Linked DNA regions of Triticum aestivum: region 2 is linked to region 1. A link is a contact called in public Hi-C data. All regions are on one chromosome and are shown on one strand. Each heading gives the region's core, a stretch centred on a gene start, on an enhancer-like site or on the middle of the called end of the contact. The rest is flanking DNA. Distances are from core to core; before and after follow the strand shown. Region 1 holds the start of LOC123116300 (protein MIZU-KUSSEI 1). Region 2 holds the start of LOC123112251 (beta carbonic anhydrase 5, chloroplastic).

Evidence for each region. Hi-C and Micro-C count contacts between places; a contact is called where the count stands out from the background.
Region 2: a Hi-C map of leaf shows a contact between it and region 1, with 4 times the contacts expected there. The contact joins the promoter of LOC123112251 here to the promoter of LOC123116300 in region 1. A contact is called at or near these places in 2 of 5 Hi-C or Micro-C datasets (both in leaf) and 1 of 1 datasets of contacts at active chromatin or transcription factors (leaf).

What each region holds. Positions count from the first base shown.
Region 1 is chr5B:425,433,535-425,436,368 of IWGSC CS RefSeq v2.1, reverse strand. It overlaps LOC123116300 (protein MIZU-KUSSEI 1), which reads right to left and starts at 1,484. Exons shown (of 1, transcript XM_044537278.1): 1 at 407-1,484. The coding sequence starts at 1,401. The coding sequence ends at 634.
Region 2 is chr5B:426,094,112-426,096,945 of IWGSC CS RefSeq v2.1, reverse strand. It overlaps LOC123112251 (beta carbonic anhydrase 5, chloroplastic), which reads left to right and starts at 1,378. Exons shown (of 9, transcript XM_044533199.1): 1 at 1,378-1,785. The coding sequence starts at 1,589.

The DNA of each region.
Region 1 (2,834 bases), core at 235-2,734:
CCATGCCATGCATCTTGAAAGATGAACCGCCCCACACGCAGCACTGAAGATGATTGCCATTCGATCAGTTTCAGGACCAGAACCTGTCCAAGGGCGATGCTTGCATCCATCTGCCAACTGCCATGCTGGATTGATGCTGATCGATAGCTACTTACTATTATAACTGTTGTTGCTGCATATAATAACTTAAAGCTGAGAAAAATCACGCTCTAGCTAAGCTAGAACTCTGAAGTTTCTTGTACTTACAGTGAGGATATACTGCAGTGGTTCTGTAACAAGAACAATTGGTAATTAAGATCTAAAGTTCTAAACTGATTTGATTTTTTGCTGTGATCTGTTGTATTTTTACCTTTCTAGGCAACTGATCTGTCAACGACTCGCAGCAGGAATTCAGTCTCGTCCCAACTGAGAAGGGCAGAGGTAACTGTCCAGCATGGATGGATATGTACATTAAACTTGCTATATTACACATAATCTCTCTATGTATATTCCAATTTCGCCGAAAACTGATGTGACCTGCTCGCATGAGGGATTGAGGGTATCCAGAAAGAGAAGCAAAATAAGCGTCTGTTTGGGTCGCTGCATTGGAGTTGCTACTATACGGAAGACGAAGCACTGATCTCTTTACTTTGTTCACTTCATTCTCACTAGGAAAATGCTCAGCTCCGGTGCGCTGCCGTCGTCGTCGCCGCCACCATCGCCTCCAACGCCACCCTCGTGGGGGTTGATCATGTAGAACGCCTCGGAGTCCTTGGAGCCGACGACGCGCTCGACGCGGGCGCGCACGTACGTGAGCTCCCCGTCGGGCCCCGCGGGCACGCCGCCGTCCTTCTCGGGCGCGGCCGGCAGCACGCCGGCGCCCATGGAGACGCCGCGGAGCAGGCGCATGACGTGGCGCTCGTCGTCGGAGGCGTCCTTGCGGCGGATGGAGTAGCCGGCCTTGCGGCCGTTGCAGAAGACGGCCCACACGTACTCCTCCACGAGCCGGCGGCGCGCGCTGCGGGTGTCGCTCTCCAGCGCGAGCTTGACCACCCCGGACGCGATCTCCTTGTGCAGCGCGCTGGTGAGCATGGGCAGCTCGATGAGGAACACCGGCGGCGCGCGGGTGTCCTCGTGGATGGCCAGGCTGACGCGGCCGCGCCGGTGGCCGAAGAGCGTCACCGTCGTCGCGTGGTCCGCGAGGAGCGCCCTGCTGTTGTGCCGGCCCAGCAGCGCCACCATCTTGCACCCCGACGAGAGCATCGGCATGAGCTTGAACATCTTGAAGATCCCTCCTCCATGCCCGCCTCCTTTGCCGTCGCCGCCGCCGCCACCGGCGCTGTCTGGGGTCTTGGTCCGGCGCCCGTTTGTGGACGGCCGGAGCAGCGACCGGAGACTGGGGCCGTCGATGAAAGACGGCATCGACGAGTGAGATAGAACCTGTACTTGGCGATCGAGTTGGTGCAGCGAGGCTTTTTTCTTAAGCAAAGGGGCTTCCCTTGTCGTGCGGATATATAGCCAGCCGGCCAGCCATAGGGACGAGGGAAAGAGCATGATTGGTTCGATGCCAAAAGTTGGTATGCCAATATTTGGCAAATGCCAAATGTTGGCTAGTGATTGGTTGGCTATCAACTTTTCTTCTCAACCTCACAAAAAAGTTGCCAACATTTGGCAACTTTTGATTTTGCCAAATGTTGGCTTGCCAAATATTGGCAATGCCAATTGTTGGCATCAAACCAATTATGCTCAAAGAGGTTGGCTCGTCGTTATTGCGCTGTGTACCGTACCATCGTGGAGCCTGATCGAACTCATCGTTTACCTGCTGCTGCTTGGATCGGTCCGGGCGTCCCCTCTGCATCTGAGCGTGACCTGACATGCATTTCCATATAGTTCGATCCGTGCTCCTTGTACAATTCTTAGGTACACTTATGTTGTACTGACTACCGTCCACTGAGTACTCCCTCCGTTCGGGGTTAGCTGTCGCTGAAATGAGTGTATCTAAATGGATGTTGTACTGTATATAGTTGCTACCACAGAGTCGAGATGGATGACCTGGCGAATCATGAGTTACCGCCGATGATGTTTGATGCTCGCATATCACCACCATCACACCCACCGGCCCGGGAGATCTCCAAGCCGTTGGTGGTACCGCCACGTTTCGCTGATGACGTGGACGAGGAAAGGAAGGGGCAGGAGGCCCTCACTTCCGTCTCTTCAGCTGCAGGCACCCGGTGCGCCAAGACCGTCGTTGGGAGGGGGGGGCAGGAGGCCCTCATCTCCCGTGGCGACTCCTTGCAGACCGGCCGTTGTGGTGGGTATAGGGACTGCCGAGCAGGAGGCTCTTCAGTCCCCTTCTCCAATAGTACCTTCTGGAGGTGCTACTTCGGCCGCGTCCCCCGTCTGTTCGCCAACCATGATGGGCGGGTGTAAGCTCGGGGATCAGACACCCCGAGAGAGGACGGCTGAGGAGATTATCGCTTTTGGTGGGATCTTGGACCCGGTGTCGGCTGGCAGGCGTGTCAGCAACCGGATCCGGGAGCAACTAGACGCGGACGACTTGCAGTTAGGGCGTGCCATGAGGGCAGCCAAGCGCCGTGATGTCGAGGCAACTACATGTCATCTTCAAGGCTACGACATGGATCCGTACGCGGTCCTTACTCATTCCTACGGACTCCAGGAAGCCTTTGGTTACTGGGTGCAACCAGTGGGAGATGATAGCACGGGCTATATTCAACCGGTTTGAATGACGGTCTCATAATAAGATGGGAGTCTAGGGATCTTGTCTTATCATACCTACCGGTTGTGGCAATGAGTTTTTATTTTTCTTTTTGCTCTGTTGGCGAGCTGTAATGAAT
Region 2 (2,834 bases), core at 129-2,628, 660 kb before region 1:
TGTATATCTTGACCAAAATTATAGAATAAAATATCGACATCTACAATAAAAATTAATAAAATATGAAAAATACTTTTCGTGATGGATCTAGCGATATAAATTTGGTATTGTATATATTATTATTATTTTCTGAAAAGTTGGTCAAAGATGCACGTGTTTGACTTTGGGAGCATGAAGGGAACCACTAGTAGGGAAGTTTATCATCCAATCGTATGCAACAAATAAGCATCAAAGCTGGACAACAAGGTGGACTAGGTGAACCTAAAAGAGAAAATACATCACATGGGGTGTGAGAACATGTAGCCCAACTTATAATTGGTCACACGGACTATCCGGACTCCACCAGCTTTGGTTTGGGTATATAGGAACTTTGACGTTTGAGCTGGCCCGCAAACGTTTGAAGGCAAAAATTGTCTGGATCGCATTGTCCGGCCGTTTAGACGCGATTTGATGCACACCATTGGAGTTGCCCTAATAACAACCGTGCTTATCTCCTCGCAGAAAAAAAAACGTGCTTATCTAGGGCACCAAACTATCCAAAAAAAAAGTCACCGCAAAAAAATGAAAATAAAACAAAATTTTAGGGCACCAAACAAGTTGTGCCACTTGTATCTTGAACCGACGATGACTCCAGATCGTACTTCAGTCGACAGCATTCTTGTACACTTGTTCCGCCTGTGGCATCTCCCATTTCCTTGGCGAGGGCACCAACCAGATCTGGCCGCCTCGGCTAGATCCAAATCGAAGGACCCCATTGCGCACCAGACAGCATTTTCCCCACTGAGCAACGAGCACCTCGGATAGCACTCGCGCTCTCGTCACGTGGCCAGCTCTTGGTCGCAGAGCCGTCGCCGCGCTGTTGGTCGCCGACCACCGTGTGGAACACAGGGACAGAGACGCACGGGGCCGGGCGCACGTCGTTGGTGGGGACGGAGCACGGGAGTACGGGACCGCGCGTGCCGCACGTTACCCCCACCCCGTTTTGCTGGAGGATAAGGGCGAGCCCGGCTCAGCCGATACGGGCGCGGGCTTACCGGCGGCATAGGCAGCCAGCCAGCGTACATGGACGTTCGCCGCGACGTGGTTTCGCCAAGCCGGACCGCCGGCGTCCCGCTTCGCCGTCGGTGCGCGGGTTCGTTCACGTCGTGCACCGATCCCTCACTGGTAATGGCAAAGGAGGAGCGTTCCTGAGCCCACGACCAGGAAGAGAATCCGCGCACGTATAAGCGGAGTTGCGTGTCCGAACGGCCGTGTATGCAAAGGTGGAGACTGATTGGTACGTGACTCAGAGTTCCTATCTGCACGGCCCATGTCAATCATCACGAGTTTTAAAGAGAGTTCATGGTTTCTCCCTCGCCTCCGGCCACCACACGTCCAGTCCAGTCCAGTCCACGCCGCCAGCGCCCAACAAACCCGTTCCTTTCGTCTACCTGTCCGCTCCGGCCTGCTAGACCCATCCATCCATCCGTAGCACGTACTGTACCGCACGGAACCGCATCGCACCACTCGTTGCTGGTTTTTCTACCCACATGTCGCTCCAGGCCTCCAGCTAAGGGGGCCATTTCCGCCGGGAACCTGCTGAAGTTCTATGCTCCCGTGGTCCTTGCGATCAGCAGCTCGCCGCTTGGCTGCCGCCACACGCGCAGCAGCCTCGTCTGCGGTGGCGGCTCGATCACCTGCGCCGGCGCCGGCAACGTGGCAACAAAGGCCGCCTGCTGTCGACGACGACAGAGAGCACCAGCAGAGGGCCGCCGTGTGGGATGATCATCGCCGTCGACCTCGCCGGTGAGCGTGCTAACTAAGCTTGTGTTTGATCAAGAAATGTTGTCATGTTCGGTTCAGAGACTTCTCTCTGCGTCGCAATTGATCGCATGCTTGTCTGGCTTCGCCCGACTGCCGACTGCCCAATGCCCAGTTTCGTTCCCTTCTCGCGTTGCTTGATCAAGCTAGCATCCATGCTGTTTACTGGAAGATACACGAACCCATCTGCTCCTTTTGCCAACAAGTAATGATCATACTAGTACGTTGCTAATGAGTGTCGATCGCTAACTACTCCGAGTTAATGTTTATCTTTTCAACATTAACAGGCAGTAAGTTTGTACAAACCAACATTAACATAGTACACGTAGGGTAGGTTGACAAGACAGTGATCCAGTATTCCAATGGACACAGCCCGATTATTCAACTGTTGATGATGCGTCGACAGGGGCAACTCGATAAGCCATGCTCCCTTTTCGAAAGAAAAAAAAAAGATAAGCCGTGGTCCCGTCAAAAAAAAAATCGATAAGCCATGGATGGCCCGTGGCCGTGGGCCCAGGAACCAAAAAAGTCGCGAAGCCTCGCACGGCACCCACTCCAACTTCTGCGGAATCCGACGGCCAGGATCTTCCCATCAGAGCAAACCAAGGGACAACCGTCCAAGACGTCACCCCCAGCACACTCGTACAGCTGTACACTCCTACTCCACTAATCTAACCATCGACGCTTCCGCCGCTCAACGGCCCAACGACCCTAATTTATTCCGCACCTCCGCGCCGCGCCGCCCGGGCCTCGGTTTCTCCGTCGCATCGCCGTCGACCCCTCCTCGGCGCCCCCGTAAAAGCCTCGGCCATCGCCGCCCCTCCTCAAATGCCCGAGACCCCCACGACCCCTGGCGCCTACCCGTCCACACCACATGGCCCCCAGTCTCCTCCGGCCCGCCTCCCCGTGCCGCCCCCTCGCGCCGGCCCCCTGCGCCGCCGGCCCCGGCCGGAGCCCCGGCACCGTTTCGGTGAGTGAGACTCCCCCGCCTTCCCATTTCCGGGGCTTCCGCGGTTCCATTTTGCTGATTCGTG